7 separate regions of the Mus musculus genome follow, and regions 1, 2, 3, 4, 5 and 7 are each linked to region 6. A link is a contact called in public Hi-C, HiChIP or PLAC-seq, Micro-C and promoter capture Hi-C data. All regions are on one chromosome and are shown on one strand. Each heading gives the region's core, a stretch centred on a gene start, on an enhancer-like site or on the middle of the called end of the contact. The rest is flanking DNA. Distances are from core to core; before and after follow the strand shown.

What was found. Promoter capture Hi-C pulls out the DNA fragments that hold promoters and counts their contacts. Hi-C and Micro-C count contacts between places; a contact is called where the count stands out from the background. HiChIP or PLAC-seq counts read pairs in DNA pulled down with a chosen protein or histone mark. Capture Hi-C pulls out chosen DNA fragments and counts their contacts.
Region 1: a contact with region 6 is called in a Hi-C map of CD8 T cells, with 2.9 times the contacts expected there. The contact joins the promoter of Rab14 here to the promoter of Pbx3 in region 6.
Region 2: a contact with region 6 is called in an H3K27ac HiChIP or PLAC-seq map of microglia, with 6 times the contacts expected there. The contact joins the promoter of Zbtb34 here to the promoter of Pbx3 in region 6. A contact is called at or near these places in 2 of 39 promoter capture datasets (both in liver), 4 of 115 datasets of contacts at active chromatin or transcription factors (bone marrow-derived macrophages, microglia, pancreatic cancer cells and 1 more) and 1 of 9 other capture datasets (liver).
Region 3: a promoter capture Hi-C map of liver shows a contact between it and region 6, with 2.7 times the contacts expected there. The contact joins the promoter of Stom here to the promoter of Pbx3 in region 6. A contact is called at or near these places in 1 of 115 datasets of contacts at active chromatin or transcription factors (microglia) and 1 of 9 other capture datasets (liver).
Region 4: a promoter capture Hi-C map of embryonic stem cells shows a contact between it and region 6, with 3 times the contacts expected there. The contact joins the promoter of Cntrl here to the promoter of Pbx3 in region 6. A contact is called at or near these places in 3 of 39 promoter capture datasets (embryonic stem cells, erythroid cells and pre-B cells), 1 of 484 Hi-C or Micro-C datasets (embryonic stem cells), 1 of 115 datasets of contacts at active chromatin or transcription factors (astrocytes) and 1 of 9 other capture datasets (adipose tissue).
Region 5: a contact with region 6 is called in a promoter capture Hi-C map of liver, with 4 times the contacts expected there. The contact joins the promoter of Zbtb43 here to the promoter of Pbx3 in region 6. A contact is called at or near these places in 2 of 39 promoter capture datasets (hippocampal neurons and liver), 1 of 484 Hi-C or Micro-C datasets (CD8 T cells), 1 of 115 datasets of contacts at active chromatin or transcription factors (astrocytes) and 2 of 9 other capture datasets (adipose tissue and liver).
Region 7: a contact with region 6 is called in a Micro-C map of embryonic stem cells, with 5 times the contacts expected there. The contact joins the promoter of Lmx1b here to the promoter of Pbx3 in region 6. A contact is called at or near these places in 4 of 39 promoter capture datasets (the C10 cell line, embryonic stem cells, frontonasal cranial neural crest and 1 more), 6 of 484 Hi-C or Micro-C datasets (all in embryonic stem cells), 7 of 115 datasets of contacts at active chromatin or transcription factors (astrocytes, embryonic forebrain and embryonic stem cells) and 1 of 9 other capture datasets (embryonic stem cells).

Annotation. Positions count from the first base shown.
Region 1 is chr2:35,199,624-35,202,488 of GRCm38.p6, forward strand. It overlaps Rab14 (RAB14, member RAS oncogene family), which reads right to left and starts at 1,497. Exons shown (of 8, transcript NM_026697.4): 1 at 1,137-1,497.
Region 2 is chr2:33,430,038-33,433,022 of GRCm38.p6, forward strand. Zbtb34 (zinc finger and BTB domain containing 34) reads right to left here and starts at 1,287. Exons shown (of 3, transcript NM_001085507.1): 1 at 1,194-1,287.
Region 3 is chr2:35,335,561-35,338,491 of GRCm38.p6, forward strand. It overlaps Stom (stomatin), which reads right to left and starts at 1,449. Exons shown (of 7, transcript NM_013515.2): 1 at 1,299-1,449. The coding sequence starts at 1,359.
Region 4 is chr2:35,107,804-35,110,777 of GRCm38.p6, forward strand. It overlaps Cntrl (centriolin), which reads left to right and starts at 1,693. Exons shown (of 44, transcript NM_001379274.1): 1 at 1,693-1,826.
Region 5 is chr2:33,467,257-33,469,956 of GRCm38.p6, forward strand. It overlaps Zbtb43 (zinc finger and BTB domain containing 43), which reads right to left and starts at 1,276. Exons shown (of 3, transcript NM_001025594.1): 1 at 1,177-1,276.
Region 6 is chr2:34,370,614-34,373,313 of GRCm38.p6, forward strand. Pbx3 (pre B cell leukemia homeobox 3) reads right to left here and starts at 1,432. Exons shown (of 9, transcript NM_016768.2): 1 at 1,108-1,432; 2 at 211-284. The coding sequence starts at 1,307.
Region 7 is chr2:33,639,801-33,642,744 of GRCm38.p6, forward strand. It overlaps Lmx1b (LIM homeobox transcription factor 1 beta), which reads right to left and starts at 1,298. Exons shown (of 8, transcript NM_010725.3): 1 at 642-1,298. The coding sequence starts at 798. It overlaps Gm39790 (a long non-coding RNA gene), which reads left to right. Exons shown (of 3, transcript XR_866136.3): 1 at 1-147; 2 at 270-430; 3 at 579-671. It overlaps C130021I20Rik (Riken cDNA C130021I20 gene), which reads left to right and starts at 1,393. Exons shown (of 3, transcript NR_046275.1): 1 at 1,393-1,544; 2 at 1,676-1,801; 3 at 2,327-2,944.

The sequences.
Region 1 (2,865 bases), core at 247-2,746, 830 kb after region 6:
CATTTACATAAAAGGTAATTGAAACAACATGTCATGACCAGTAAACTTTCCAAGAATTTCCATACTTGGCTGTGCAGCCACCAAGAACATAGCTTTCTTCACAAATACGGAGGACATGCTACCACCACCTCTCCTCCAAGGAGCATTTGCCAGAGTAGCAGCTGACATGATAGATTTTGGGTCTTATCAGTTCTCACCCAGTGTGAATGGAGAGAAAATGGAATTCAGTTGTCTCCTCTCTGAACCGATCCAGTATTGTGTATCTCAGCCCTCGTGGAATGTACTGTAGTACAAAACATACCAGCCAGGATAGGGAGAAGCCATCATTTGTGTTCCATCATTACTCAGCTACAGGACAACTTCTGGCTTCGGTCCGTCCCTCGCCCCTTATTAAAAAAATGCGGAAAACTCTCAAAAGGCACTCGAAGCAAGCAAGCTATGTGTGAAGACACCTAAACCCGTGTCTGGCACACACTGGAGTTTTAGCGTTCCCGTTCCATCGTCTTTTCTCAAATTCTCGAGATGCCCAAACTTTTTCCCTTCGTTCTTTCTAGATGCTGTCTAGGTTCCAACCAGTGCAGGCTGGCCAGGGACTTTACAGGGATTCGGAGAACCTCGCGCACAGTCCCACACGCCCAATCCTCAGCCGGGACGACAGAGCGGTGGCTTACAAGGACACGGGAGCCAGCCCGAGACGCCGAAGCGCTGCCTTTTGTTGAGGCCCTGTAGGGTGGGACTGCCACGGCTGGGGGCTCGTGGGTGGCAGGCCGGCGCGCCACGCGTGGGGCAACACTGCGGGGGTGTTCTACAGCCGCGGGCAAAGGCGGCGAGACTCGGGCCTGCGGAGGCCGCGGCTGTGCCCCGCAGGTCGGACGGATGAGGTGGGAACACACCCTCCCTGCACGCCTCGGAGCCCGGCTGCGGGCAGGGAGCGCGAGCCGCCCGGGACGGCGCGGGCGACAGCTCGCCCCGCGGAGTCCTGTCAGGCCGGCGCCCTCCGCCGACCCCCGGGCTGGCCGCGGCCTGCGGGGCCCAGCCCGGGACGCCGCCCGCCTACCTCTCGGCTCGCCTCCGCCCCTTGGAAGGGCCGGGCTGGGAGGCTGGCTCCGGCGGCCCCTGCGGAAGGCCTTGGTTACCTGGGGGGTTGCTGGTGGCTGGGCAGCTTTCCGGACGGGAGGGGGACGTCAGGACGAGGAAGCGGAGGGCGGACGCGGCGGGAGGGAGGCCGGAATCCGTCAGCCGAGGCCCTGGCAGGTAGGCGGGCTGGCCGGAGGTTGCAGACACTCGGGTGGCAGTCGCGGTGGCGGCGGCGGCTGCTCCTGCGGCTCCCTCAGGATCTTCCTCGGGCTGGCCCAAGATGGCGGCGCTCCCTGCACAGGGTTTCCTGTCACCCTCGCAATGGGCCGGACCACAAAAGAAGGGGGGAGGATGCGCGCGCAGCCAGCGGAGCCCGGAAGAGGGTGGTGGAGACTAACCTGACGGCCACGCCCCTTCGTCAGTTCGCCCCTCCGGAGTAGACCCGCCTCGGCCTCGGCCCGCCCCCACTGGTCCTCACGCCTGAAGGAGGCGGGGAAAGGAGCCTGCGCAAGCGTAGTCGTGTGCCACGCCTCCCGGCGGAGTTACTGCGCAGGTTCGCACGCTGTTTTCTAAGGGTTGACAGTGTCTGTCCAGAATTGTCGCCGTTAGAGACCTAACTATTTTTAATACGCGTAACTGCTTATCACTGGGCCGCCTCTGTATACCGGCTTCTGGAACACACACGTATTTACTGCATTTATTCAACATTTACAGACCAATTGGAGACTAGTAGGAACAAGGCTGGCCAACACCCAGAGACGCTTCTCGTGCCATCAGAGGCAAAAGGGTGGTTCACATTGACCAACCCATTTGTATAATCATGTAGCTAGGAGGTGGCCCTTTCTTGTGTTTCATCTTTGTCTAGCTTAACCTTGCTTTGCGGACACCAGCAACAGGAAGAGGGAAACTTGACATTTTTACTCCCACCTTCCCAAGACACTTCCCACTCCCACCTTCCCAAGACACCTTGGTGAAAGCAACAGTTTCACTTTCTTGGTCTTTCGTCTTTTTGCCTTGTAGAACCTGGATGTGGATTTACTTATCTTACATTTACGTTTATCTTACATTTCCTTTTTTTATCTTATTATTTATTTGACATTTACGTTATTTATCTTACATTTACGTTTAATTTATATTTTACAATTACATTGCCACAAGGATGGATATGTTAATAACGCAAAGCAAAGCAATTTTTTTTTTCAGCATAGAAGTTGACCTTTTTTCTCCTGATTTTTTTTGAGGAGTGGAGTGGGGTTCAATACAGGATTTCAGTATGTACTTCTGGTTCCCCTGGAACTCACTATGTGAATCAGGGTGGCCTCTAACTTGCAGAGATTTGCCAGTCTCTGTATTCCCGTGTTATGGTTAAAGACATGCACCATCACACCCAGGTTTCCCCCCATGATTTTAAAGGATTTGGTACATATCTTGTGTGTCTCTGAAGGGACTATGGACTGTAACCATTATCCCTACCATGCCTAGTGGATAAAATGGCCCTTTCCAGAACCCCCAAAGAAAAGTCGCAATTCTAAGCGTTTAAAACCTTTCGTTGTAAACTGGTTCTGCCTTAGGAAAGTGAGATGTCATTAGAAAAATACATAGCAGTTTGAAAATCTCTTGTTTTGATAAATACATGATACAGACAACAGTTTTATACATGTCATTTACTTTCTCAGGTCCTCAGACTTTTCTCCAAAGTAAGGATGTGATATCTAATTCCTATCTTTCTTGTTAAAATTAAATAGACAATGCATACAAAATTCCTGGCATATAATACCTTGAATGGGG
Region 2 (2,985 bases), core at 37-2,536, 940 kb before region 6:
ACCCTTCGCTGACCTATACCTCTCCTGCTGAATTCCACGGGACGTGGCCTTGTGTCACAGACATCACCTAGTCACAGGCAATGTCTGAACACCCACTGTAAAGCCTTGGAGACTCACTGTACCTTCAACTCCTTTCGTCCACCACTCAACTGCATTTTGACTTTTACTAAGCAAGCACTCTACTATTTTTTTTAAACTTCCTACACTAAGTTTGGCGTTAGCATAAAGGAAGGATGGGGGAGGGTGAAACCTCTGGAGTCAGAGACCAACTAAGAAGCTGTTGCAATAATCCAGATGTGAAGCAAAAACAGCCTAGACTAGGGAACAAAGAGAGAATGGGCAAATACGGACAGCAAAATGTTTGCATGCAAAACGCTCCACGGGAAAACTACGGACGGCAGCAAGGAACGATGAAGGATCAGTAAAGCTATTTCCAAGAAAACCCTTCTGGGAATCATTTTAAACCTCCCCGAGGCAAAGTGCACGAAGTGGTTAAAAAGTCTACATCTGGAGTGGAGGGGGAGACATCGGTAGAACTGCCCAGCGTGTTGAACCAGGCATAGACCTTGCAATGTCAGATATTCACAGCATGAGAGGTCTGTAGGGAGTTCATCTAAACTCTCAGTTCTTACATGGAGAAACTGAGGCCCAGCATGGAATGGGAAAGACTTGCTGAAAACCTCAAGATGGGGCGTCCCAGAATTGAGTAGCCCCCTAACAGTCACCTGGCCTAGGCGAGCAGTATTTTAACACGCCCCCTCCCCAGTCCGTCCTCAGCCCTGCGCCAGTGGCCACGCAGACCACCCAGGCCAAGCTTAACACGCGCCGCCTGTTTACCTGGCACACGGCGATGGCCAGAGGCAGCGGCTCCTGGGCAGCCTCCCGCTGACCCCCGCAAACCGGGCCTGGCTCTCCGGGGACAACGGTCACTAAGACCCCTCGGTACGGGAGGGAGAGCGAGCCGCCCGGGGCGGAGGCTGGAGGGGTGCAGGGCAGCTGCCCCGGGTCGCCACCCCTCGGGGCCAAGCGCCTGGCCTCCGGCAGGTGCCCGGGCCTCAAGACCCCGCCCGGCCGGCCCCGACACTGACCAGGCAGCCTCTCCCCCGTCCCGCCGCGCTCACGGGGGAGGTCGGACAGCCGCCCCACGGGTCGCCCCGACCCTGCCGCCTCTGCCCGCAGCCCGCCAGCCTCACCTGGGCCGCGCGCCGCGTTCACATCGCCCGCCCGCGGCGCCCCCTCCGCCGCCGCCGCCGCCGGCGCCAGGCCCTTCCCCGCCGCTCCCGCTGCCGCCCCTGCCCGCGCCCCCCGCCCCCGGAAGCGCTTCCAGGCCCCGCCCCCTCGGCGCCCGCGCTTCCGGGCAGGCGCGGACCCGGGCGGGTGTCGATATGGCCGGACTTCTCGCGGCGGGCCGGTCGGAATCCCAGCTCCTGGCTAGTGCTGCAGGCCGACCAGTAGACGGGCGGGTAGCTGAACAGCAACCCGGGTTTGGAGCCTGAAATCCCGACTCTGCGGCCCGTGGCCTTCCGCCCGCCTTCTCCTTGGCTCCACCTGCTGGCCGGAGCAGGACTCGACCGTGTGCACCCGGACCCTAAGCCTGTGGAAAGCCCCACACCTACGACCTGCTAAGCCATGCTTTTTAAGTTCTTTATTTCTATTTTTATTATTTTAGGGTCTTGCCTTGAGACAAGGTCTTAAAAAACAGAATTCCACTATATATATAAGGTTGGCCTTCAACTCAAACAGATCTGTGTACCCAGGATTACACTACAAGTGTGAGTCCCCATGCCCAACTACCTGGGCAGCTTTTCTCTTCTGCAAAAAGAAGGCTATCTGGCTTTAAAACAAGATCCCAGCCGGGCAGTGGTGGCACACGCCTTTAATCCCAGCACTTGGGAAGCAGAGGCAGGCAGATTTCTGAGTTCAAGGCCAGCCTGGTCTACAGAGTGAGTTCCAGGACAGCCAGGTCTATAGAAAAACCCTGTCTCGAAAAACCAAATAATAATAATACAAGAACCCACAGGCTGGAGAGATGGCTCAGCAGTTAAGACTGCTGACTGGGATAGCATTTGAAATGTAAATGAAGACAATATCTAATTTAAAAAGACAGCTGACTGTTTAGGTTCAATTCTCAGCACCACATGTCAGGCCTCAATCTGTCTATAACTCCTGTTTTAGAGATCCAACGCCCTTTTCTGGCCTCTCCCAACACTAAGCATGTACGTGGTACCCACACATACATGGAGACAAAACACCCAGCACATACAATAAAAAGGAACAGCTAAAAAGAAGAAGAAAAAGCAAAACAAAACAGACTACCTCGGGCAGGAAGTCTGGGCTTGTTCACAATGTCCACAGCAATGAGATTCTGTTTCCCTGTGAACCCAGCCTGGGGGCTCATCTTTTTTTTTTTTTTTTTTTTTTTTTGTTTTTCGAGACAGGGTTTCTCTGTGTAGCTCTGCTGTCCTGGAACTCACTCTGTAGACCAGGCTGGCCTCGAACTCAGAAATCCACCTGCCTCTGCCTCCCGAGTGCTGGGATTAAAGGCGTGCGTCACCACACCCGGCTGGGGCTCATCATTTTAACTGATTCTTATTGAATGTGTGGGTAACAATCTGGTTTCTCGACGGTGACAGTGCTTGCATGTGTTAAGGACAATGGAGTCTAAAATGTTAAGGATTTGGCCTTCCTGCCAAATGTCTTAAAGGACTGACCATCTATCTACCCTTACTATTTCATACCAGACCACTTGGGCGTCTTTTGTTTGTTTGTTTGTTTGTTTTTCAAGGCAGGGTTTCTCTGTATAGACCTGGCTGTCCTGGAACTCACTCTGTAGACCAGGCTGGCCTCGAACTCAGAAATCCACCTGCCTCTGCCTCCCAAGTGCTGAGATTAAAGGCGTGCACCACCACTGCCCGGCTCACCCTGCAGTCTTATATGACCAGACCGATATCTATGTGGGCAAATGTTGGCGTCCTTAGAGGGCAC
Region 3 (2,931 bases), core at 199-2,698, 960 kb after region 6:
GGGTAGTGCTTAGCCTATTAAGGGTCAGTTTTGCTATGGCTCTCTTTAATTTTGCTATGCTCCCAGTTGGGGGAAGGGTTAAAGTATGGAGAATGATACACACACAGGCTTTTCTGCATAATCCCGAGGATGGAATCCTGTAGGTTTCCTATTACAACACTCTGGAGCCATCTGAGATCCTCAAGATTCGCCTGAGAAAGAGTTAAAGATGCTTCTGGGCAGGGGGATGGGCGTTAGATGGGAGGCCAGGTTGGCTTTGCAAATAATCCGAATGGATGACAGCTGTCTCCGCAGGATGATGGAAAAGCCCACTCAGCCTCCTAAATCTCTTCCACCGTGTCATTCTCCCTGAAATTCCATCTTTAGAAATAATTCCTTTAGATTAGTAAAGCTCCCAGGAGGATAGCAGGACTCCTGCGAGGTTTATTTTCTCTTACTGGGCATCTCCTGACCCCAAGGAGTTATACAATTTAAAGGCTCAAGGAGGTAGTTCGCTCAAGGGCTCTAATTTTTTTATAGAAGATAGCCTGAGGGCCTGCTAACAGTTCTTGCCTTCAAAACTAGGAAGGCTCCAGAAGAGTGGTGAGCTATTTACCTGGAAGGAGAGATCTCTAAGACAAAAGTGGACACAGTATGGGACAGACAATGGAACTGGAAGGAAAGCCAGGGAGACCTCCTTTCTTCTGCCTATACCGCCTACTGTGTCATAGGTTGAAGCCTAGCCCTTTACTAGGAAATTGATTAGTTTCCCGAAGCTGGGGACGGCAGGAAGAGGGTGGGAGTTCTTCCCTGGTTCAGAGGACTGTGGATCACGTAGGGATTGCTGAAGGCTACTTGTTGGGACTGCTTGCTTCCCCTCCCAGGCGCTGGGGCAGAAAAGAAACAAGAATGAGCAGAGGAGGCTGAAGCTGCAGAAGAGGCGCCTCTACCACTCCTGGCTGCCAGGGTCTGTCCTGGTCTGCGTGCACCGCCCGAGATAAAGAAGCGCTGGTGATAGGCACCTGGCATCTAGGACCCAAAGGATAAGCCAGTTCTTGCCTGCTAGGGTGCCGAGCAATGGATACACGCCCCTGCCGCGCGAGTGCGCCCTCTTGACTGCCATGCAGGCTGCACCCCAGCACCCCCAAATCATCATGTATCAGCCCGAGAACCCAGGAATGAAGAAGACGACGGCTCTGCGAAGCGCACACAGTGCAGTGGAGGCACGCCGGCGGTCTGCGGGGGTTCTCACTGCAGGCGGTGGGTCTCGGGACCCAGAGGGGGGCTTGAAGAGGCTGTGCGGGGGACGAGAGACTCACCTCTGAAGGACTCAGGGATCCGCTGAGACTGGACATGGCTGGACTGCCGTTTGTCAGACATAGTGCTGGAGTCAGAGTCGCTCAAAAACTCGTCAGTTCCCAAAGCCGGAGCTTTACTGAGAGCCGTTAGCAACGAAGGGGCTCAAGCTCTGGTGCAGTCCCGCCCCCAGCTGGCGGCCCGCCCAATAGGTGCCCGGGAATGGAGGAGAAGACACGCCTCTCCCGCCCTCAGAGTGCGTGACCGGAGGGGGCGTGGCCTGAAGGGGGTGTTGGCAGGCAGATACTAGGAGGGTAAGACAGTGAGGCCAGAATGCTTAAGGCCCTGCCAGAGTCTCGCTCCAGCTTCCAGTGGGTTGATCCGAGGAGAAGCTGTGAGAACAGGGCGGGGCTGAGGAGCGGTGCAAGGCATCCTGTGATTCCAGGCATTAGTGAGGGGGAAGGCGTCCTCTTGTAGTGGGGGTCTTGCAGATTGAGGGGCGTGCTGAGGGTGCTGAGTATAGCCTGGTACATCGGGTAGGCAGTGAGAGGAAGGAGTTCGCGTCAATGCTCTTGCCCCAAAGAAGACCAATTTCCAGGCGGTACATTACTTTTTTCAGACAAAATTAACTTACGGAGCGCTTGGCCTCTAGCAGGCGAGGGCCTCCCAGTTGATGCAGTGGGCAGAGGTGGACACAGTGCCAGCCCTCGTGAAGTTTGTATTATACCACAAACAAACAAGCTAAGGGTGTTTCGAAAGCAACAGCACGGAGCCCATTTGATTAATCAAAACCGAAAGGCTTCTTTCTATAAATAAGGATGTGGCCCGTGAAAAATGTCCCCTGAAAGAGCCAACCTTGGAATGGGGGCAGACTTATTCATGAGAGGTGAAAGGTCGGGCCTGGATTCTAAAATTACATTTTACAGTGTCCAGGCTCTGGAGGAAGCACTTGCCAGAACCCTCCCAGTCTCAAGTTGCCTCCCTTGCAGTTTGTAACTGAAAACCTCATGTTTGAAAAATCACTGCTGGTTTTTTTTTTTGTTTGTTTGTTTTTGTTTTTGTTTTTCTCCCTGGACTGTCCCAATGCAAACTGTTCAGGGAAATATTAAGGTACACAAAATAAACTTTTAAAAGGCATTTTATTTTGAATAAACATAGAATCACAGAAAGCTGAAAAGACATTATAGTGGTCACAAGGACCCTCTATTCATGTTACTCCTATAGTTAAATCTGTTTTATGTGCAGTCTCAAAATAGGAAATTGGCCCTGACAGAATAAGTATTCAAATATGCCATTTTATCACATGTATATACATTCTTATAAACACAGTTATAAAGATACAGAGCTAGTTCATCACTGCTGAGAGCTCCCTCTTGGAAACATTCTCTCTCTCTCTCTCTCTCTCTCTCTCTCTCTCTCTCTCTCTGACACACACACACACACACACACAGTATTTGCTGTGTAATTCCAGATGCCTTGTGGTGGTTCCCTCTCATGAAATGCTGTCCCTTGACTTTATAGCTCTGGAACACTGATATTGTCCAGAAGAAAGCAGGAAAGTGACAGTGGGAAGGATCAAGTCGACCTTTGCTTGAGGGTGAAGGTTCTAGAATTTTAAGCTTTGTGATTCAGCTTTCTCAAATTGACTTCCCATAA
Region 4 (2,974 bases), core at 443-2,942, 740 kb after region 6:
AGAAGGTTAGTTACTATATCTCTATAAAGGAGGAAAATAGGGCAACATGAAAGCAGAGAAAAATGAGTGTTCCGAGAGAGACCCCTGGATTTTGTGTGTACTTTTTGATGACTACTGACTGGACTGATGAATTGACTCTGGCACAGTGTAATCTGACGATGGAACTCATCTGAATGCCATTACAGATTAGGGAAAACAATCATGAGTTTGTGCAATTAATCCAAGTCTCTGGCTGAAAGACAAGTACCAAAGACCAGAATCTCACCAATGTACACTGAACTAATACCTAACATCTGAACTTTGTCTGAAAATAGGTCCAAAGTCCTTTCAAGGTTAAATAGATCTTTGCATAGAGTTTGCTTTCCAACAGCCAAAAATTGTGCTGCAAAGTTGCGGAGAAAGAGAGGACCATGCCCACCAGATCCAATAGTGCCTCCTGCTGGAAATGATCAGAACTTCCCATTAGGTCAAACGACCTCAGCTTCTACAAACAGGCTTCATGCTGCTTAAAAGGTTCCCCTTCATATTTAGCGTCACCACACCAGACGTTTGCATAATTCATACTGAACTGCATTTGTGCATTACTTATGTTTTCTTCAAACCGCCCTGAATTACTTAATGTCCAGCTCATTGCCAACTTTCCCAATCCTTCCTGGGGTTTGTACAAGCTGTTCTCTTTGCCAAGCAAACACCTGCCCTTGGTTAAACTCTTCTTTCAGAGTTAAGATGAAAGTTGACTTCTAAGAAGTCTTGCTTAATGATAAAAATTAGACTTATCAGCTACTGTTCTAAGTTCTTTCAAATCATTAAGGTTAACTGCTGGAAATGGGGACGATTATATGTTACATGAGAGTAGAAATTGAGGCAGAAAGGAAATTTGTAAAAGTGTTAGAAAAATGAGCCAGGAAGTTTGTGGTAAAGAAAGGAAACGTTAATGCCTGACTGGAGAACAAGGTAGTTAAGAAAGATGATGGAGAGGGTGCAGAGATGGCTCAGTGCTTAAGAGCATATAACTGCTCTTCCAGAGGCCCCAGGTTCGATTCCTCTACCCAAATGGCAGCTCACAAAGGTCTGTACCTGCAGTTATGTGGGATCTGATGCCCTCTTCTGGCCTCCGCAAGCACATGGTGCAGACAATTAGGAAATACAGTAGAAGGCTGCTCTTTGGGGCATGATCTGCTCAAGTCTCTGTAAATGCTTGCTTTAGTTCTTTTGTACTAACATAAGGGGCACTCTTGGACTGTGAATCCTAGGATCATATAGCTCAAGTGAATGGTCACTGGAGCCCAAGCAGTCTTGAGGTGCAGCCACGTCCGGCTCGATCAGTTTCCAAGTATGACAATTTGCCTCCAAAATAGTCGCGTAAAGGATAGTGTGCATCGAGACACGGGAGAGCTCAAGGCCTGCCTTCCATCATCCCAAGATCGAATGCTGTGAACATCTCCATACTGGTTCCTCCGGTTGTTGCCTTAGGGAGAGGAACGTAAGCCTTCCCCCATTGCTTCAGTGGAAAAAATCTCTCCTCACAGACTCGGCGCCCAGAGGGCTGACCACAGCCCGCCAGGTTCATACCCGGAAGCTTCGCACCCCCAAATTGAGCGCGCGCAGAGGCGGCAAGGGTGGCGGGAAGCGCCTCCGCCCCGTCCCGTCCACTAGTCCGTGTCGGGGGCGTGGCGATAACAAGCCCCGCCCACACCAAGCTGGCCCTCTCGGCAACCGGCACAACACAACAAAATGGCTGCTGTGCTGTCGGTCTCCTGAGGGGAAGTATCCCGGCGTCTCCGCCTCGCCCCTCCCGCTAGGCCGTTCCTTCCCGTGCTGAGGCGGTGAGTGTACTTCGGCGTCCGGACCGAGCCTGGGTGGCGGGCGGCAAAGGCCGGAAAGCCCTGGTCCAGCGTGAGGTGTGCCGGCTCCGGACGCATTCGGGGCGGGGGAGTGTGCTTGGAAAGGGGATTGGACGGGAAGGAGGAGGGCCGGGGCCGGCGTGGGCAGGGGAGGGAGGGCAGGGGAGGAGAGGCGTGCACAGCCTAGGTCGGGGCGCTGCTGAGTCGCAAAGTTGGGGTGCGGCGCTTAGAAGGATGAGGTTCCCGCAGAGAGGGAAGAGTGCCGGGGTGTGTCACCGTCTGCGGGATAACTGCGATGGAGATGGGCTGGCGGTCCTGAGGGCTCTGCTGTTTAACCTCAGTTCTGTGACTCTGAGCTTGTTCCTTTTTTCCTTTTTGAAGCATGTGTGGATGATGGGGGTGGGGGGACGGACACGGGACACATATCGTGATGCGCATATGGAGGGCAAAGGACAACTTTGTGGAGTCGGGTTTTCTCCACTTTTCCGTGGGCTACAGATACAGAACTTAGAACGTCAAATTAGCACAGAAAATGCCCTTACCCACCGAGCCATCTCACTGGGGCTCTGGGCATGTCCCTTAACCACTTCCTAGATGTCTTAGTTAAGGTTTCCATTGCTGTGGTAAGACATTGTGACAGAAAGCAACTCCGGGAGGAAAGGGTTTATTTGGCTCCCATGTCTCTGGTTGCAGTGCATTCTATATCACTAGACAATTCAATTATTTTGTATCCTACATCATAGTCTTCTCTTAAAAAATCTGAAATTATAAACCATCTAGAATTATTCTTATCAAATCCTCATTAAATTATTATGAGGTCCTATGTTACTTCCCCTGATTAGTAAATTATTACTTCTAAGTAATGATTCCTATAGAATTAGGGAAGTATTCAGTGGGTTCCAGAAACCTGGATCACTGAAAGATTAAGTGATGGTTCCACACCCCTGCTTCCCTCCCTGAGTTGCCATAGCTCCTGTGAAGTCTGCATGTAGAAACACACACTATCTCATAGGCTGACCCTCTCAGTGAATCAGGGTTCTGAGAATGGACAGCACTTATGGACAGAAATAGAATCTGCAAGGACAGCTTCGTTGGTTGCAGATGAGCATTTGTCTTATTTGAAGATGGTC
Region 5 (2,700 bases), core at 26-2,525, 900 kb before region 6:
CTTGACTCAGGCACTTGATAAAATATGTTTCATCTCCTGTCTATTCCAGATACACTCCACTCCAAAAGTTTCAGTGTTCCTCCCTATGGTGTCTCTGTCTCAGACAATACTTTGGAAACAAGCAGGGAATGGATTCCTATTAGGTTTCTAAGTTCTTCAGTAAACTGCTCCTAGAACTCTGCTACTGTGCTAAGTTAAGGGTCTCAGAGGCAGATGGAAGTCTAGTCCTTCCTAAGCCTGTAGATGCTGGCCTGGTTAAACAGAGCAGCTCCAAACAGCCCTGGAGGCCACCCAGGGTTTCTGGAAAGAGCAAAGAGTTGTGGAGACCTGCGCAAACCACTGCCTAGATCCTGAGATGGGCCTTCACCGTGAAAGCAGTAGCTCCTGACACTTTATTAGGTTTGGTGACACTTGTCAGAACTGAGACCAGACTGTGATCGGGCCACTGGTAATGGTGCCCGGCCAGGGGAGTTTTACAGGGTCATGAGTCACCTTCCATGGCTCAGAGGTCCAGGCAAGGCCCGCCCTGCCTAAACAAACTCAGTTGGGAAGGAGAGAACAAGAACACAACATTGGCAGAGAGAGAGAGAGAGAGAGAGAGAGAGAGAGAGAGAGAGAGACAGACACACACACACACACACAGAGAGACAGACAGACAAATGACCAAGAAGTCAGTGTGACTTTCGGGCCCTGAACCAGAGGGCGGCCCGAGGGGGCAGAAGCAGAGTCAAAAAACACTGAGGCAAGGGAGGAGACAGAGGTAAAGACAAAGTCCAAAGGTTGTCACCACCAAAGATGCAAAGTATAAACTCCAGCTGACAAGAGGCCAGGTGAGGACAAAACAGGTGACAACGGTCTGACAAAGAGGCGAAACTCAGGGCAGCGAGGTTCTCCTTCGCGGCGTCGGTTCGTGCGTGGGTGGCTCGACCCGGAGGTCGCCCCGGGGGCGGATTCTCCAAGAGCTCCAGGCGGCGGTGCACCTGCCGCGGGGTGACCTTGGCCAAGAGGTCGCCCGGGAGGCCGCAGGACTCTAAGCCGGGGCGCCGGGGCTTCGGAGTCACTCGCGCCGTCCCGCATCACCGCCGTCGGAGGGAGAGCAGTGTCCCGTGTCGCGGCCACTCGTGACCCCGACCGCGACCTCCCGCGCGAGCGCCCAGCCTCCCCGCCCCGCAGTACCTTCAGACGGCTCCGCGCCCGTAGCTCCAGCCTACCGGAGCGTCCCCGTTGCCGTACCAAGGCCTTATTCTCCGCCGCCACCGCGGGGACAACTTCCGCCCGAGCCTCTCGTCCCTCGGATACGCTTTCTGATCCCGCCCTCGAAATTGCCAGTGCTTCCGGAGGCGTGTCGTCGACGCTGGGATGTGCGCATGCTCCAGGCGTGCTTTCGGGGCGGGTCTTCAGGAGAGCACGCGCAGGGTACTGGCGTCTGCGCAATGGTCTCGAAGAGTGAGATAATTTCGAGTTCGTAGCTCTGGAAGCCTTAGTGGAAGACTGACTCTTGCAATTTATACGCTCACCCCACCACCACCACCACCACCAAAAAAAAAAAAAAAAAAAAAAAGTAATAACATTTCAAGATGGCTTTAAGTTGGACTTAAATCCACTCGTACCTGCACCTGCTGAGTATCAGGATTGCAAGGATGTGTTCCCCATAGTTGGTGTAGGGTGGATACACAAGCTGGACCCGACACACATTTGTGTCTTAGGTCAGTTTCCCAGGTGTGCGCCTACTTCTTTTTTGTTTTTTTGTTTGTTTTGTTTTGTTTTCTTTCTCTCTCTCTCTCTTTTTTTTTTTTTTTTTGGTTTTTTCGAGACAGGGTTTCTCTGTATAGCTCTGGCTGTCCTGGAGCTCACTTTGTAGACCAGGCTGGCCTTGAACTCAGAAATCCGCCTGCCTCTGCCTCTGCCTCTGCCTCTGCCTCTGCCTCCCAAGTACTGGGATTAAAGGCTTGCGCCACCACCGCCCAGCTTGCACGCCTACTTCTTGGTTGGGCTCTGGAACTCAGCCGTATTTAGAGAGGAGGTTGGGACTCCCCGAGAGAATTATTCAAAGAAATTCTGGGAGGGCTGGAAAAATGGCTCAATAGTTAAGACTACTCATTTCTCTTCCAGGGGACCTGTGTTCAATTTCAAGCACCCAACTGGTGGCACACAGCCTCCCTAACTCCAGTTCCAGGTTATCTGTCTCCCTCTTCCGGCCTCCACTGACACCAGGCAGGCAAACAGTACCCAGACTTGTGTGCAGGCAAAACACACATACACATTAAAAAAAAAAATTTTTTTTTAGAAGTTCGGGGAAACAAAACGAAAGAAAACAAATACTGAAGCACAGAACTGGGAACAGGTGCGGAACATCTTGCTAGGGGAAAAAACGTGGGGATTAAGGGAATGGCTCAGTTGGTAAATCCTTTACAAAGCATTGCAACTTAAGGACCTGAATTCACTCCCAGAACCATATAAAAATAGCAGGTGTGGTGGCAGGATTTTAACGCCAGTGCTGTGGAGGCAGGGATCAGTGAGTTTCAGAATAACAGAGAACCTGCCTAAAAGGAGTGGCTGGCACTAGGGGTTTTCCTTTGACCAGCACAACCACATCTGCATGAACACACATACAAATACACATGCATATAAAAAAGAAAAAATTGGGGCTGGGGTTGGGGTCGGAGAGATGCCTCAGAGGTTAAGAGCACTGGCTGTTCT
Region 6 (2,700 bases), core at 182-2,681:
CACTTCATTTAGTACCAAAGCAGAATTGAGAAATAGACTCCAGATTTATTGCAGGTTTGTTTTTTTTTTCTCAAGATCAGGAGGTGGGAAGCAAAGAATGATCAAAGATGGCGGTGCCCAAAAGCAGCAGCTCTCAACTGGAGAGTCGAAGGAGTAGATCTGACCCCACCTCGGGGGTCTCCAGGCCCACTGTGAGCAGCAGAGTCTTACCTGTTTTCTCTTTGATCTCACACAAGACGCTGAAGAGCGCCGGTTTCATTCTGTGACAGTTCAGAGCATGTTTCCTAAAAAACAAATAGCAAAACACAAAGGTATTAGCATCACCTATTGGAATAATATGGCGCCTTCCTTTAAGTTAGACCCAAGATTTAAAACCGGCCCCCAGTTTGGAAAAGCTCCTTTGAACCACGGGAAGTCAACAAAAACTCAAGTTTACTAGTTCGCAACTGGCGGCAAGCTCTAGCGGCTGAGAGCTCCAGCCCGATAGCAGCGTGACCCATCTGCTGGCTCGACAGAAGCCTCGGCGTACACAGGAGTGACCCGTGCATGAGGCTCCGCTCCGGGGGCCGCGGCGGGACCCAAGGGACCAGACCGGAGCGGAGGGAACCCCAACGCCCAAGCTCCACAAGAGGAGCGGGCGCAGCGGCCAGCGGGCGGCTAATAATCAGCGGGTGACAGCTCCGCAAAGTTTGCCAAGCGGCCCTCCCTCTAGAGAACTTGGCGCTCCCGCACAGGGTTGTGCGGGGAAGCAGCCGGTCACCCCGGACTGGGCCGAGGGGAGTGGGTGCCCGGAGTCTGGGCAGGCGGAGAAAGTTGCACTTCCCTGCGGTGCGGCCACGGACCCGGCTGGGACGCGGAGCGCGCTGGGGTCCGAGCGGGAGGTTTAAATCTGGGGAGGGGGGCGGGCAGCAGGGCACGGACGAAGCAATGATCGAGTTTGTCCCGAGCCCGGCGAGCAACTTTGCCCGCGCGATGGGGGACACAGCAAGTGCCCGGCGGGCGGAGAAAGTTCCCGCCCGCAACTGAGGCCCGGGTCCCGGGAGCCAGCCGGGACCCGAGCCCGGCTCCCGTACACACACAAAAGATGCTTAATGAGACGACACCAACTTTGCTTGCGCCTCGTCCAAGCTCTGGTCGGTGATGGTCATGATCTGGTGGAGGATGTCGCCGATGTCCTGCTTCCTGCCGTCGCCGTCCGCCCCTTCGTGGCCGTGAGGGGGAGGCGGCAGAGCCATACCCCCCTGGACCGAGTGGCCGGCCAGGTTCACCCCGGCCAGAGTCTGCAGCATCCTGGATTGATCGTCCATCCCGCCGCGCGCGGGCGGGAGCGGGCGGCGGCGGCGGAGGCGAAGGCTGAGGCGGCGGCGGCGGCAGCGGCGGCGGCGGCGAGGGAGGAGAAGAAAGAGGGGGAGGGGGAGGGGGAGGCGGCCGCGCGCTCCCCGCCCGCGCGGGAGGGGGCGGCCTGGCCCGGCGCGGCCCGCGACTGAGGGGACGCGGACCGGCGTCCGGCTCCGGCTTCCGCCGCGGAGGAGACTGAGGACAGCGGCGGGCGGAAGCGGCGCGCTCGCCGGCGGAGGCGGAGGCGGTGGTGCCCGCTGCCCTCACGCGGCCGCCGCGCTGCCTCCTCAGCGCCCCTCGCCGCGCCGGGCGGCCCCGCACAACTTGGTCCTCAGCGCCAGCCGAGTTGCCGGGACGCCGCGGCCGCCGCCGCCCGCGCCAGCCAGAACGGTCCCCTCCCTCAGCCGCCTGCCGCCGCCGCCGCCGCCTCAACCGGGCGGGATCGGAGCACCGGCGGCCCCGAGGGAGGGAGCGGCGGCGGCGGCGGCGGGCTGCGGAGGAGGAGGAGAAGGAGGCCGACGGGCGGGCCGCGGGGAGCGAGAGGGGCGGAGGAGGAAAGTTTGGGAGCGGGCGGGCCGGCGCGGCGGGGACACGGAGCCCGGTGGAGGGCCCCGGCGGGCCGCACGCCGGGCGGACAGCAGATTGATGAGGCGGGAGAACTCGCCGCCGCCACCTCCGGTGCCGCGCACCCAGTCAGCAGCCGCTGTGGACCGGGCTCGAAGGCCGCTCGGCTGAGGGATTGACAGGCTGCCAGTGCCACTCACTCACTGCGGCCCCGGCGCCCGCGGGGGGAGGGGCAGGGAGAGCTGAAGGGCGGGGGAGCGCCCCGGATGCCCCGCCTCCGGAGGCGGAGCCTTCTCTCATTGGGCTTTGCGCCTCCCGCCGCCGCCACTGGCCCCGCCCCTAGAACGCAGCCCGTCCCCTCTGGCCTCTGCTGTGGGGTGCCTGAGAGCCAGCCCGGGAGCCTTATGGGCTACTCGCGCCGGCACTCCACAGATGGTCGGTCAGTCCAGCCAGCAAAGTGTTGTCCCCGGATCCTGCTCCTTCCCTATTATTAGCAGTTGGGGACTTAGAGGTGTTATATAGGACCGAATAAAGTGTACCCGTAGCCGACAGCGTGGTCCCCCATTGCATGAGATGAGCTTCACGCCTCGGACAGTGCCTGGGATACTTTCCCGCTCTTCATATCAAGAGGTGGTACCCTCTGGGCACAAGGCCTCAAGCACAGGGCCAATCGCATTGCGCTCAGCGCCGAACGAGGCGGGACAGAGCCAAGAAAGGGTTGTCCCAATTGGAGCGTTCGAAAGTCCTGGGCTGAGACCGGGAAAAGGGTCTAAAAGCCCTGCCCGTCCCACGGTCGCT
Region 7 (2,944 bases), core at 48-2,547, 730 kb before region 6:
TCCGTAAGCTGGGGCGCCGTGAGGCCGAGGGCCTGCAGCCTTGGCTGGGCGCTGCGCTCTCCCCGCTCGCGGAGATCCAGCGGATGGTGTTATTACCAACGAGAAGGAGCTCCGCGCGGGGTGGCCGGCTGGAACCCAACCAGCGAGGTGAGGCCAGGACACTCGCTGGCTGACACGCCCCACGATGCTGTTGGAACCTTCTACCCCAAGAACCGCGGTTGGGATAGACCCGGGGATAGTTTTCTCTTCTAAAAGCTCCCCTTCCCCAGGTGACCTGGCCTCTCTCCCGGGCTCTAAGGAGACAACTTGGTTCTCCAGCATCCCTGCCACCCGCTTCCCACCCCAGCTCAGTCCAGTGTAGCAGCACTAGAACCCAGACCCGGAGAGGACGGTGTGAGTGACGGCTGAGGCTGTTCAGTCCTCTGTCTAGGTGACGTCCCTGAACGTTTTCCCCTCAGGGAGCTCTGTCTCGGTGTGCTTGTTACCCCTCCGGTGGTCATTCCAGGGGTCCGGACCCCCTCCCCACGTCCTGAAAACCTATTTTCTTTATTCTTTGCCCCTCACGCCGGTATCCACAGCGGCACGACGGACAACCCTACCCCCTGACCCGCACTATTCGAGCGTTGCGACCCAGCACTCACCCAGCAGCACCCCCAGGGTGGCGGGCCCGGGGCGAAGGGCGTGCTCCTCCATCTTGATGCCGTCCAACATCTTGATGCCGTCCAACATCTTGGCGCAGTCCGTCTGCCCGCGAGGGAAGCACCTCTCCAGCGACTCGGGACCTGTTGCTATATCCATGGGACGCCCGGCGCGCTGCGGACCCCGCCGGCTGGGCCGCTCACCCTCCGGCCCGTCCGCCCGCTCCGCTGCAGCCGGGGAGGCGCGGCGCCCGCGGGGTCGGGGCCGCCCGCTGCCCCGGGGCGAGCGTGGAGCGGCGGCGCGCTGGCCCCGGGCCCCGGCGTCGTGCGGGAGGGCCCGGGCGGCTGGCAGCCCCGCGCGCCGCTCTCTACCGGCTACTCGCAGCCACGCGCACTCGCTGCTCGCCTGTCACCTGCTTGTCAGCCCCGGGTCCCGGCTGCAGCAGCGGGCGGCACGCGGAGCCGCCCGGAGGAGTAGGAGGAGGCGGCGGCGGCGGCGGCGGGCGGGGGAGGGGGCGGGGGTGCAGGGGCGGCCCCGCGGGCTGGGGGGGCGCGGGCGTCGCAGCAGGGTCCCGGGCGGGGCGCAGCAGGCCGCGGGGCTCCAGGCGCGCTCCCCGCACTACTCCAGTGCCATGGTGCGCCCGAGGAGCCGCTCGGTTTAGAGCTGGGGCTGGCGGCGGAGGGATACTCCGGCCCCGAGCCGCCTCACCCCTCCTCAAACTTCCTGACATTTGAACTCATTGGTGCGCCTCGTATCACTGCGCCGGGATGAGCCGGCTGCTCCACGTCAAATAGTGCCGTCGCCTCCCCCCCTCCCTGCGGGAGGGCTCCCTTAGCCCCCGTCCTGCACCCCGTGCCGCGCCCTGAATCCAGGCGACCATCCTGTCCACCATTGGCAGAAGTTTGGTTAGCCATCGAAACAAATCCTGTGCCCCACCCCTCTTGAAAAATTGATTTGGGAGTTGGGGAAATCAGGCTTTCTTTTTTTTCTTTCTTGCCTTTTTTATTATTAATATTTTTGTTGTTTTTTTTTTAAGCTCCAGCGCTCAGAGGAGTGGCCCCAAGCGAGGCCAGACTGTGAGGACGGCGGGGAACGCAGCGACTTCTCCAGGGGACAGCGCCAGGCGGGAGCGGCTGGCCCAAACCCGGACTCGTAGTCTAAGGTAGGTCGCAGGGTCTGAGTTGGTGTCCCCTCGGGAGGCGGGGCCTGCACCGGACAGCCTGGTGTGCTGAGAGGGCTCCTAGGGTCGAGGGATGGGGAACATCAAATGTAAGCAAGAACCGCTGGCCCCGGACTCGCCAAAGGGAACCCTGACCTGGGGAGGGGGTGTAAGGGCTGTAGTTTGAGTAAGTAGTCCCAAAAAGCCCAGGCCTGGCAGAAATAGGGCGGGGGAATGAGTTGAGGGGGCTCTCATAGCCAGAATGGGAGATCTTGGGTGAAAGAGGACGGTCAGGCCCGGGTTGAGACCAAGAGAGTGTTAAGAGGGTCAACAGGGCTCGGAAAGATATCTTGTTCCCGGCCGGGGTCAGTGGGCGAAGGCTGGGCCTCCCAAGGCTTGGAGTATGAGGGGCAGGTAAGAAGTGGTGTCCTCAAGATCTAGGGGTGGAGGCCTGGAACGGCATGGGTACAGTCGTTCTAAGGAAATCTGTGTGACCTCTGAAATCGGTGCCCTTTCATTGTGGCTAAGGGACCTGGCCAGGGTTAGAGACTGAGCGCTGGCCACCCTTGGCAAAGTGGGCCTCGACAGCGGGCAACGCAAGGCCAGCGGCACGCAGCTGGAGACTCCTGGGTGCATCCGGCCAGACATCCGCGAGAAAACTAGAAGACGTCGCATCGGGAAACAGGGTACCTTCGGCCCCACCACTCCCGCGCGGGTTTCGTCCTGGAATAGCAGGAGGGATGGTGCGGTCCCAGGGCAGGAGTTAACAGCCCCTGCGAGCTGCTGCTGGGCGGCCCTGGCCCCTCCGGCTGTGGAGCAGCGGCGCGAAGCCGGGAGGGGATGGAGGGCTCGGAGGGCGGGTCCCCTGACCCCGCTAGAGGCGAGAGGGCGGATCAGATTTGGAGCCTGAGGGAGGCTTGGTCAGAAGTGGCCCCCTGTGCTGGGGGGGCCCCCCGGAGGGGCCCGGCTTTGTGGAGGATTAGCGGTCACCGCCCCACCCCAGTACCTGCGTGTGTGTCGGTGGGTATCGGAGTGTGTCTGTGTGTGTCCGCGCTCCCGCCTCGCGGAAGCTATTGAGAACGTGTGCACCCGTATTCCTGTGCACATACATTTTGTGTTTGTGTGTCCTTACGTCTTTCCAGGCAA